4 separate regions of the Mus musculus genome follow, and regions 1, 2 and 4 are each linked to region 3. Evidence: chromatin contacts called from public Hi-C and promoter capture Hi-C data. All regions are on one chromosome and are shown on one strand. Each heading gives the region's core, a stretch centred on a gene start, on an enhancer-like site or on the middle of the called end of the contact. The rest is flanking DNA. Distances are from core to core; before and after follow the strand shown.

Region 1 (2,700 bases), core at 117-2,616, 280 kb after region 3:
ATGTTGGACGGCTGGTAACCCCCTTAATTCAGCTCCAGGAGATCTGATGCCTCTGTCCTTCAGGCACTGCCCTCACGGACACATGCCCACGTGTAGACACACTTTACAAGAAAAAAAGAATTGGAGGATGAGTTGAATTCAGGAGCTCTTTTATACCATTACCGGAGATGCCCATGCTGCTTGGGCAGGTGAAACTGAGTCCTTCAGCTTCCCTTCCAACACTGCAAGCCGAATCCATCAGCCTAACTTGATGAAGAAAGCCAGTCTCAGATTCCTTTTTGCCCCCACGTGTGCTCATTAGCAGCTATGGTCCTTCAAAAATGCTTTATTGTGCTGCTTAGTCAGTCGCTGGGTCCTTCCTAAGGTCAGTGTAGAATCTTTCTTAAGACACAGGCTTCTGAATGCCTTCCTTGGCTTTGTTCCTGGAAACTGGAGGAAAAGGCGCTTTGGCACCTCTTCTCACCACAGGGATTCTGTGTGAGCTCATGGTTGGGCTGAGAGAATGGATTCTTAGCCTTAAGTGACTTCAGTCAGACACATCTTTTCATTCAAGGAGCAGTTAACATGCTGCTAGTTCTTGGCTAATATTAGAAACAATGTTACAAGTTTTTAAAAGGTATTATTTAGCCAGAGCCCAAACTTTTGTTTTTGATTCTCTTGAAGGTGAATTCTAAAGGTAACTGCAAGATACACTGCCTTCTTGCTGAGTATCAAGATATGTGAATATATTATCAAATGTTTCAACTCTGTAAGAGATACAATCAGAACATAGAAGTGGAGGCGAAATGGGACTGTCTTTCCTCGGAAGCCATTGAAAGAAAGATGGTTACAAGTGTAATTGATGTCTCAGTCCCAGGGCAGAGGTTCAACACCATAAAAACATGTAGAAATATTTACGGGAAATCAGAATTGACTTTTGAGGCAAATGGATTTGGTGGAAAGCTTTGTTGGGGACAGTTGTCTTCTGGTAAGAGGCCACATAAACTTGTGGAGGCTCTCGGGTGGCCTGCTCTAGATAAAATTAGGCTTTGGAACTCACCCTTGAGGAAAGAGGCACAGGGGCGGCCAGAGGGCGGGTCCGCGGGGTGGGACTATGGCAGTGGATGGGTGGGGCCGCCCAGGTATTAGGGCGGAGCTGGTGGGGCGTGCCACCCTAGAGGCGGAGCTGATGATCCTGGACTGCTACGCGCCAGACTATGGGTCAGTGGGCGGGACGTAGAGGGGGCTCGGCTAGGGTGCTGGGCAGAACTAGCTAGAGTTGGGTGGCCTCGAAGGCGGGGCCCGCGCGGTGGTACAGGCCTGGGGGCGGGGATACGGGCCCAGGGTCGCATGGAGGCGGGGCCGAAGTAGTGGCACAAGGGTAGGGGTGGGGCCTCGGTGCGGCGAGGCGGCGGGCAACCCGGAGGCTGGTTGGCGGGCAGGCAGAGGTGCGGATAGCGCGCTGTGCTATCGGTGGAGGGCCATGGCCGCTTCTCCAGTCCCGGGCGGTGGCGGTGCGGGAGCTGTCCACTCCTCCAACGCGGCTGGCTTCACCTTCGACTCGGGACTGGAGATCAGGACGCGCTCGGTGGAACAGACTCTTCTGCCCCTGGTTTCTCAGGTACCGCGGCCCCTGGTCCCCGTGTGCGCTGCCCGCGATGGCGGCGGGCGCTCTTTCCTCGGTCCGGCTTGGCGGGGCGGGAGGCGGCGCTGTCCCGCATTGCGCGAGCAAGACGGCGGCACGGCGGGACTCGCGTGGGGGCCCAGAGCCGGGCGGCTACTCCTGGGCTCGCGGTGAAGCGCTGGAAGCGCTGGAGCCCAGCAGGTGCGTTGTTCGGCCTAGGCAGCCGGACCCGCCTGGCCCAGTGGCTCCGAGTGAGGCCCAGCCGCGGGTCAGTAGGACCCCTATGGGGTTCTCTGACTTCCAGAGCCAAGCTGGCGGCCGCTGCTCAGTCGGCCGCCGCTGTCGCTGTCCGCATCGCAGGCCAGACCCAGGCGCTGGGTGCAGACTAAGGCATTCCAGTTTGCCTCTTACTCCAGCGTGTTCTCCAAGGCCTTTGTCCTGTTCCCTTGGTCATGTGTGGGCTCGCCCAACTCCCACCCACTCCGGCCACCTGTCCTGTCTCTCCCTGTCATTTGCCTGCCCACCACCTCTGTCTGCTAGAACTCTGTAGAGTGACAGGAAGGAGTGCTTAATCCTGATTGATGCACACCTTTTGCAAGGTCTCAGTTGGGATTAGTGCATTATTATATTTTGAGTTATAAAAGAAGTCTAGAATCAGCTAGGATGTGCTTAATTAAAAAAAAAAAGTTTGTCTCTCTGAGCTGAGGTATACATAACCCGAGGGCTAGAATTCCTCATCTACAGCTATGGTACTGTGCCAAACACCAAGGGAGGAATTTTGTCTTTGGCTGTGCGTTGGCGATGTGTGACTCATACTAAGCCTGTAACACCTTGGTGACTCATGCCAGGATTACCAAGATTTTAGAGGTAGAAAGAATCTTAAATTATCTTATCCGACTCCAAATTAAAAGATGATTTCTTACAACAACCTCAACTCCTGTCCACCAATGCCTTACATAAACACGTTTAATGAAAGGGAGGTTGTCACTATTCCATAGACTTTTAAATACTGTCTGTTCCAGCCTGGTCGCAAAAATATTTGAAAATTGTAGTTTTATATGCTTCTGAAATTCTTCTAATGCTAATGAAGTAAATAT
Region 2 (2,700 bases), core at 46-2,545, 310 kb after region 3:
AGGGTATTTGTTCTGGCTTCTTCCTCTTTTGTTGCTAATGAGTTGTCCTCACTGCCTTCCTAAGAGCTATAAGACCTTGGCAAGTCACTCAGCCGCTGTGGACAAGTTGCACAAAGACGTGGTGTTAGATATTCTCTAAGGCCCGGCTGGTTGAATTAGGTCCTTTAAAATCCTTCTGTGACACACAGGAAAGTAGTTTAGTGCCTTTTTGGCTGTGATTATTCTGACTTGGTTGATAAATGCAGACAGCTCCACTGTTTATTTTATACAAAGTCCTATCCTATCACTTGAATTGACATCCGGTTACTTCAATGAGAAAAGAAATTGATTCATTCTACCAGGTTTAATTCATAGTCAGGTTTTCTTGAAAGTAATGTCCCTTTTATTTTATTTTTTTGAACAAATCCCAAACCACCTGCCATGTAACTTACACACACACACACACACACACACACACACAGTGATATTCTTTTTTTTTAAAAGATTTATTTATTTACTTATTTACTTATTTACTTATTTATTTATTTATTTATTTATTTATTTATTATATGTAAGTACACTGTAGCTGTCTTCAGACACTCCAGAAGAGGGAGTCAGATCTCGTTACAGATGGTTGTGAGCCACCATGTGGTTGCTGGGATTTGAACTCCGAACCTTCGGAAGAGCAGTCAGGTGCTCTTACCCACTGAGCCATCTCTCCAGCCCCACAGTGATATTCTTAAATGCTGTAAATTAGACTGAGACCCTTTACATATTGGTGAGCTGTTCACCCCAACTGTTGCCTTTTGTTTTTGTTTTCTTTATTTATTCAATACTGGCAATTAAATTTAGGCCTTGCTTGAGCTGTATTACTGTCCCCTTAAACCTGCTGATGATATGGCCCTCTGTTAGATATTCCTTGTAGTAGTCTGAACACTAAAGTTTTATTTAACATTGAAAATTTTTAAGTTTTTCTGTCTGTGGCTGTATGGCCTTCATGTATATCTAGACTCCAAGTGTATGCTTAGTGCTCAAAGTGGCCAGAAGATGGTGAAAGATCCCCTGGGACTGCAGTTACAGGTGGTTGTGAGCTGCCACGTGGCTGCTGGGAATCCAACCCAGAACCTCTGGAGGAGCAGACAGCCCTCTGCATAGCTGAGCCATCTCTCCAGCTCTTGAGCAGTAAACTCTTAATTCTGCCCCACTTCTCACCATCTTTATCAATAGCAGAAGCATGTTCCACAGGGAGAGAGGCTGTGTGGGAGAGGCCTGGCTGGCAGAGTGCAGAGGCCAGGCTCCTCCTCCACTGAGTGGCCAGGGCTCGTCCTCCACACACCCGGCTGCTGGAAGGAGTTCCATGTTTCCCTGCATCCCAGGCCTTCTCCTGTGACCACAGGGGCTGCTCCGCCTCAGCGCTGTGGGGGTTCTCTTCTGTAGTCACTGGGGCTCTTCTCGGCTGCTGGGTCATGAACGTTTTTTTGTCTCCTTTCCTGCTCTGATGCCTTTCTGTCTCCTTCAGCTCCATTGTACAGCCATGCAGCTGGCAGCCGACCTGTTAAAATTCCATGCTGATCATGTGGTTTTAAAAGCATTAAAAGTTACTGGAGTAGAAGGAAATTTGGAAGCTTTGGCTGAGTATGCCTGTAAACTCTCTGAGCAGAAAGAACAGCTTGTGGAGGTGAGTAATAGATTTGCTTATTAAACAAACTGTGGTTCACCATATGATAGCAAAGTTATGGAGAGAATATTAGCACATGTTTTTGACTAACTGCCCATCTGAGTATTGCCTTCTCTTCTCTTTGGAATCTGTAAGGTATAACACACGTCTACCCTGTTCTGACAATAGTTTAGCCTCTAAAACAAAACAATAAAATGTACTAGAACCATAAAATATATTTTTAAGTATTCCTTTCTTTGTTTTCTCAGACTGGGCTCTGGGGTGCAGTGGAGTAACGCTGTTTCTGTTTGAGTCTGAAGCTAGCATGCCGTGACAAGTGCTTAGCAAGAGAGCTGGGCTCAGTGTTGCATAGACAGTTGTGGGGGAGCCCGTGATTACAGAGCCAGGGCAAGTTGGTGGGGGAGGCAGAACCTGGAAGTCTGTGAACTAAGCACATTGATGGCCCAGGGTGACCCAGTAAAGGAAAGAACTTCTCTTTCCTTTCCTCTGTCCAAACACAGCTATGGCAAACCCAAGTTAGCTACCCAAGGCAGAAAGCTGAGTGGAGAAGGGAGGAGGACAATGAGAAGACCTCTGACCCTTCCTGAACTCTCCCACTCTGCCCCAACCCAGGGAGTCACCTGGCACTTGCTGTATAATTATAATTCCAGCTGATTTTTTTTTTTCCATTTTTTATTAGGTATTTAGCTCATTTACATTTCCAATGCTATACCAAAAGTCCCCCTTACCCACCCACCCCCCAAATTCCAGCTGATCTTAACTCATTAAAAATGTTACCATGGATCTGCTAGTTTAAAAAAAAAAGGAAGAGAAGAAGGAGAAGAAGAAGAAGAAGAAGAAGAAGAAGAAGAAGAAGAAGAAGAAGAGGAAGAGGAAGAGGAAGAGGAAGAGGAAGAAGAAGAGGAAGAAGAAGAAGAAGAAGAAGAGGAAGAGGAAGAAGAGGAAGAAGAAGAAGGAAGGAAGGAAGGAAGGAAGAAAGAAAGAAAGAAAGAAAGAAAGAAAGAAAGAAAGAAAGAAAGAAAGGAAGAAAGGAAGAAAGAAAG
Region 3 (2,700 bases), core at 17-2,516:
TCCCACATTCCTTTCTGCAACACAGGACAACTCACTTGTCTGTGGGCAAACCCTGAACCTGTGGGCATTGATTGTTAGCAATTCGCTGTCTCCAGTTTGCTCCATGTGCCCTATGCAATTCATTCTTATGTTCTGCTTCGCTTCCCAGGAGTCTGTCCAACCTTGACCAACCTTCTCAGTAGCAATAGCTTATGCAGGACCTTTCCTTAATTCTGGGCATGGGCGAGGTCCTTGAAGCAGGGTGTCTCCAAAGGAGTATGGAAAAGTACTTCCCCTCCTCGCAGGCCTCAATTTTCTTGTTTGGAACGGGTCCGTTGGACTGGCAGGTTAAAGCTCCAGCCAGGGTTGAGATTTTAAGCAGATAGAATTTCATTAAGTGGCAGGGACCTTCTAGGTCGCCTACTCCACTTCTGCAGAAGGAGAAACTGAGTACGGTTGGTGTTTTGTTTTTGTTTTTGTTTTTCTTCCAGAAAGAGCCGTGTTTTTCTTTGCCCTAGGGGTAAGACTTCCCTGGAAGGAGACAGTCTTATTTTCTTCATCTGGTCAAGCAGGAGGAACTCTTGGACTTCTAGGGGGTCCTGCGCGCCCGGAAACACGTGTGTGCTCACCTACGTGTACGCACGTGAGCGCACCTACAGCAGCAGGGGGCGCTCGGGCCGGCAGGGGGCAGCACAAGCCCGGCGCAGCCCCGGGGGAGGAGGGCGTGCTGCAGTGCCGGCGGCGGCGGCTGGAGGTGCAGCCCTCCCAGGTGGGAGGCGGGGGCTGCGGGCGCAGGAAAAGGCGCCCCGGGAGCGGGCGCTCGGCGGGGGCCTCCTCGGGCCGGGCGCGGCGCGAGTGGGAGCGAGCGCGCCGGGAGCACGCAGGCGCTTTGCTCCGGCTGGCCCTCGGCCGGCGCGCGGCGCGGGAGCAGCCCGCAGCCGGGTCCCCCCGCGGCGCTCTTCGCGGGGCAGCGGCCACGCAGCAGCCGGCACCGACCGACCGCCCCAAGCGCGCGGCAGCGACAGCGGCGACAGCAGCGGGACGGTCCCCCGGGCCGCCTGTGCGCGTTCTCTCCCGCGCGGCTACTCTCGGCGGGCGCTGGCCCGGCCGACGCGTCCCGCGGGCGGCCGGAGCGCGGCGGCGGCCTCGGCTGGGGCGGGAGCGAGCCCCGGGCCGCAGCCCGCGGGAGGCGGCGCGGCGCGGCGGGCACTGACGGCGGCGCCGGGCGCTCCCGGGCGGCGGCGCGGCGGCAGCGCAGGGGGCGGAGGCAGGGGGCGCCCCCGGCCAGGATGCTGCGGTTCCTGCGCCGGACCTTTGGCCGCCGCTCCATGCAGCGCTACGCGCGGGGCGCGGCGGGGCGCGGGGCCGCCGGGCTGGGGGACGAGCGCGACGGGGGGCCGCGAGGGGGCCCGGCTGCCGCCGCCAGCTCCTCGGTGCTGCCCGCCGCGCCCGGGGGCAGCGTATTCCCGGCCGGCGGCGGGCCCCTGCTCACCGGCGGCGCGGCTGTGCACATCTCCGCCTCGGGAGCTGCCAAGGCCACCCTTTACTGCCGTGTCTTCCTGCTCGACGGAACCGAAGTGAGCGTGGACCTGCCGGTGAGTGACGCGGCGCGTGCGGGGCACTAGCAGCCTGCTCTGCTTGGGTCAGAACCCCCTGTCCCAGTCTTTCTTTCTCTCTGGGAAGCTACCCGGGCTGTTTTTTGGGGACCCCTCCCCCATCTTCTGCCAATCTTCCCCAGCCATGAACCCTCCCAGACCACCAGCCCGGGTATGCTCTGGGGCCCAGTCTTTGGCACCTTGCAACCGCAGGGTTGCGGCGCCCTTCTTTGGCGACCACCTAGGATTTTTGTGCCTCACTCCTACCCCATGCTATCCCATGCACACGTCCCTACGTCCCCTCCCCTTGGCGCAGGTGGCTGGCATTCCCTGCCAATGTTGGCCTTCGGCTGCTGGATTGAGTAGAATTTTTCAAGCGACGCAGGGCTGTTCCGGGGTATCCCGCTTTGGGTATCAGGCCTTGGTGGAGAAGAAATCCTTGCCTGCTGCTCAGCAGGTGCCCCAAGTTTGGGAAGAGGCTTAGGGAACAGTTTTGCCGCTCTGCCTTCTCCCGATTCCCCGTGGATGGCCCCCATAGGGAGCCTATCCCAAAGTGCTCCCTGGCTCACAACCTCGCAGGGAGTGGAGCGACTTGGGAGCCAACTCAGGCCAGGTCCGCTTTGAACGGAGAGATAAGCCTTGGCGTGCTGGGAGTTGGCCCCGGTCCCCTCTGGACTGGCCTACCCACTCTCTCCCACACCCGGCAGTTTGCGTGGTTCGTTCAGGGCATCCCGGGGTGGCAGCACCAGGGCCTGCGTCCGGTTCACACACCCACAGGTGGTTGCACCCGGGCCCAGTTCCAGTGGCAAGCTAGGCCAGCGCCAGTGTCTCCGACAGGGAGTCCAGCCGCCAAAAGAGCCTTTTTGGCCGAAGGGGCCAGTCAGATCCTATCAAACGCTGCACTAACGGGCGCCCACTGCGCTGCGGCAGACGGTGCCTTCGGGAATCTTTGGGCATGACTGAAGACACCGCAGTAATTGAGCTTTAGATGAGTTACAGATTGTCCGGAGTGTTTAGGCCTCCGGACAGTCTGTAACTGGGTGGTAGGAATTCGTTGGATTTAAGGAGAGAACACTTAACCTGTAAGGGTTTCAGATGGGAAAAATCAGCCTCGCTAGCCTAGGCT
Region 4 (2,700 bases), core at 56-2,555, 340 kb after region 3:
TGGAGTATACAGTGGTCCTCACAGGGTTTTCCTTTAACATCTAGAGGAATAAATGAGTCGCAGGTTGTTGAACTGGCATTTACCACGTGATTACCTCCTTTGGTTCATGAAGATTGTTCATTGCGAAGCTGAGCACAGTGGGCAAAGTAAATAAAGGCTATGAAGTATTTTAAGTGGCCTAATTTACATAGAATCCTTTACTCAGTGTTAAGGCAGGTAACATTCTTAGCTCCTCCATCTTGTCACTTTAAAATGAGTACACCTAGAGAAACACTATTATAAGCGCCACATTGCTGACATTATGGTGGTGTTTTGTGAGGCTGTCTTGATGGTATGCAAAAATCACACGTTTTTTTTTAAATTCAGTCCTAAAGAGAATTTAGGATGCTTATCCTAAATATTATATGTGGGTCTACCGGTTTCCCTGAATTTAAAAAGGCTAAAATAGAGGCTAGAGGAGGATCCCCAAAGGTGGTATCGGTATTTTCTTGGCAGAACGAACACCAGAGAAGCCTATTTCAAACGTCCAGTGGACAATATGCACAGTTTCTTCTTAACACTAGATACTGCTTCCTTAACATTTCTTAATTTTTCTCTCCATGCCTAAGGTTTCTTCCCGGTTCGGCGTAGGATTGATCCCTCCAAGCACACCAACCCTTAGTAGTGTGGGGAAAGCCCAGATAGACCAACGCGGAGTTCCTTAGTTTAGTTCACGTCCTTTCCTGCAAACAACCCACACATGGCGCTGCGGTTCCCACGAAGGAAAGCGCCTATTTTAGCTCTTCATCAGCGCAAATCTGTATTCCTGGGACTAGGATGCTCAGGGAAGAGCACGGGTGGCTTGCATCGCGTGGCAGAAGTGCCTGCACCCGTGCGGTAAAGCGGAGCTCACCACCATCCCGCACTTACCCGCTTTATACCAGCGAGTGAAGTATCGATCCACAAGGGAGGGTGGCGGGGCTTCGGTAGCTATGACTACCTCTGGTGGCGCCAGCTTGGCTTCGGGGCAGCGGAGCTCTTCCATCCCTCTAGTCCAGGAGCGTAGTTCCGGCGCGTGGGAGCCGGTTGGTGTCGTGCGCACGCGCGCGACTCCCCGGCTGGCGGCCAAACTCCCTCCCCGACCCCAGTCACCTGTGATCCTGGGCCAAAGCCCAACTGTGGGGCAAAAACAACCGGGTGTCAAAGAGCTGAGGGACAGCAGACAGCAAGGTCCTGCCTCTGCCGGGTGAGGGCTCCCCGATCCCCTGGACCCTCTGAGCACCCTCGAGCTCCTGAGGAGGCGCGTCTGGCCACACCCACCCGGTGACGTCACTCAGCGCGCCTCGCGGGTGACGCCACGTCCGCGCCGCCTTTCTGGTGCTACCTGGCGTGTTTCGCCCTTCAGTGGATCGTGTTTCTCGTCTCCCGTGTGCATCGGCGGTTCCTTTCCAAACCCAGTGCGCCGTGAGGGCTCGGAGCCGCCTCGAGGGCGTCGTAGGTGAGCATTCGCCCGTCCCAGTCCGAGCCGCTGTGTGCGGCCTGGTCTTGCTGTCCAGGGCTGTTCTGGTGCAGGGGAGATGCACGCGCTTCTGCCTGCGCGCGCCGGCGGGCCGGGCGTGGACCTCTTCTTTCTTCGAGTTTCGGATGCTTTCTGTACACGTTTTCCCCGGGGCCGTCTTGGGGCGCTGCGAGGGATGAGGGTCCGGTACCCCAATTGCGGGTTTCCTTGTAGCGTGTAGATAAAACCTCTACCAGCTTGTCGTGGAAGGTGATAGGTAAATAGAGGCCTCTGTGCTGTGCTGCGGGTCCCTTCTCGCTCGCATTTGGGACTTTTCTATGAAGTAGTGTATCTCGTGCTTCCCTACCTGGTGTACCTAAGCCGGGATTTCTGTGATGGCTGTGATTTTATAGTCTTTTGTCTTTAGGGCCTAACATTTGGCAAGGTTTTGTTGTAAGTCACATAACGGATCTTAGGTATTGTGTAAAGGATTCGTTTGCGTATTGAGAACCATGATATATAACCAGCAAATATCTCGATGTGTAAGTGAAAGAAAAAGAGACAAAGACAAATTTTAGTTTGTGGAAACAGAGATGACAATAAGTCCCAAGCCAGGATGAGCTATTATTTGATAAGAGATCAGCAGGTTCTCTGTTTTTCAGGTTGCATTTCATATGCTTGTAAGGGTCAGCTTATGATAATATCAGGATTGATTTTAATGTGAGTTTAATGTTTAGTTTGGTCTTGTTCATTTACAAGGTATATAGGTTTATCTAATCTTCCCTTTAGTGAGCTACCAAGCCTGAAGGTAGGGGAGAAAGTGGATCAATGGTCAGAATTTTGGGACATGATCAAAGTTGTATGAAAGCACCTCTTAGAACATGTGTGGGTGGAGTCAAGGGAGGTGCAGTTGGAGGTGCCAAAGGAAGGCTGTTAGCAGATTATGATCCTAGAAACATTTGGAAGATGTTTCCTAACTTTGAAAGCATTGAGAAAACTACAGGACTGTGTAACTCCAAAAAGTTAAATGAGTGAGCAGTGTCAGAATGACAATTTAGAGAAGTCGGTTTTCATGCTAAAAGAATTGGGGCATTAGAGAGATTAATGAGTTTGCCTTTTTACCAAGTGACCATGGAGGCCAGAAGAAGGCATGGGGTTCCCTGGAATTGGAGTTATAGATAGTTGTTATCTGCTGTGTAGGTGTTGGGAACTGAACTCAGGTC

The links. Promoter capture Hi-C pulls out the DNA fragments that hold promoters and counts their contacts. Hi-C and Micro-C count contacts between places; a contact is called where the count stands out from the background.
Region 1: a promoter capture Hi-C map of pre-B cells shows a contact between it and region 3. The contact joins the promoter of Ctnnal1 here to the promoter of Epb41l4b in region 3. A contact is called at or near these places in 11 of 39 promoter capture datasets (the 3T3-L1 cell line, cranial neural crest, embryonic stem cells and 7 more), 4 of 484 Hi-C or Micro-C datasets (embryonic stem cells, nephron progenitors and neural progenitor cells) and 4 of 115 datasets of contacts at active chromatin or transcription factors (embryonic hindbrain, large pre-B cells, neural tube and 1 more).
Region 2: a contact with region 3 is called in a promoter capture Hi-C map of pre-B cells. The contact joins the enhancer-like site here to the promoter of Epb41l4b in region 3. A contact is called at or near these places in 8 of 39 promoter capture datasets (the 3T3-L1 cell line, cranial neural crest, frontonasal cranial neural crest and 4 more), 1 of 115 datasets of contacts at active chromatin or transcription factors (large pre-B cells) and 1 of 9 other capture datasets (adipose tissue).
Region 4: a Hi-C map of LSK cells shows a contact between it and region 3, with 4 times the contacts expected there. The contact joins the promoter of Elp1 here to the promoter of Epb41l4b in region 3. A contact is called at or near these places in 10 of 39 promoter capture datasets (the 3T3-L1 cell line, cranial neural crest, fetal liver and 6 more), 1 of 15 datasets of contacts at CTCF or cohesin (large pre-B cells), 2 of 484 Hi-C or Micro-C datasets (LSK cells and embryonic stem cells) and 3 of 115 datasets of contacts at active chromatin or transcription factors (the 230-238 cell line, large pre-B cells and pancreatic cancer cells).

What each region holds. Positions count from the first base shown.
Region 1 is chr4:56,863,877-56,866,576 of GRCm38.p6, reverse strand. Ctnnal1 (catenin (cadherin associated protein), alpha-like 1) reads left to right here and starts at 1,366. Exons shown (of 19, transcript NM_018761.3): 1 at 1,366-1,600. The coding sequence starts at 1,463.
Region 2 is chr4:56,828,441-56,831,140 of GRCm38.p6, reverse strand. Ctnnal1 (catenin (cadherin associated protein), alpha-like 1) reads left to right here. Exons shown (of 19, transcript NM_018761.3): 9 at 1,499-1,657. Among named protein-coding and RNA genes, the nearest start is that of Elp1, 27 kb to the right of the region's middle. Within about 2 kb of position 1,295, at least 97 of the 459 cell types and tissues checked have an H3K27ac peak or open chromatin away from gene starts, as enhancers often do. A contact at or near this core is called in adipose tissue, where this site is marked.
Region 3 is chr4:57,141,722-57,144,421 of GRCm38.p6, reverse strand. Epb41l4b (erythrocyte membrane protein band 4.1 like 4b) reads left to right here and starts at 1,266. Exons shown (of 25, transcript NM_001355492.1): 1 at 1,266-1,574. The coding sequence starts at 1,269. LOC108168956 reads left to right here. Exons shown (of 2, transcript XM_017320489.1): 2 at 431-1,164. The coding sequence ends at 1,164.
Region 4 is chr4:56,800,936-56,803,635 of GRCm38.p6, reverse strand. Elp1 (elongator complex protein 1) reads left to right here and starts at 1,305. Exons shown (of 37, transcript NM_026079.3): 1 at 1,305-1,477. It overlaps Abitram (actin binding transcription modulator), which reads right to left and starts at 1,307. Exons shown (of 6, transcript NM_001081420.1): 1 at 910-1,307; 2 at 1-40. The coding sequence starts at 1,024.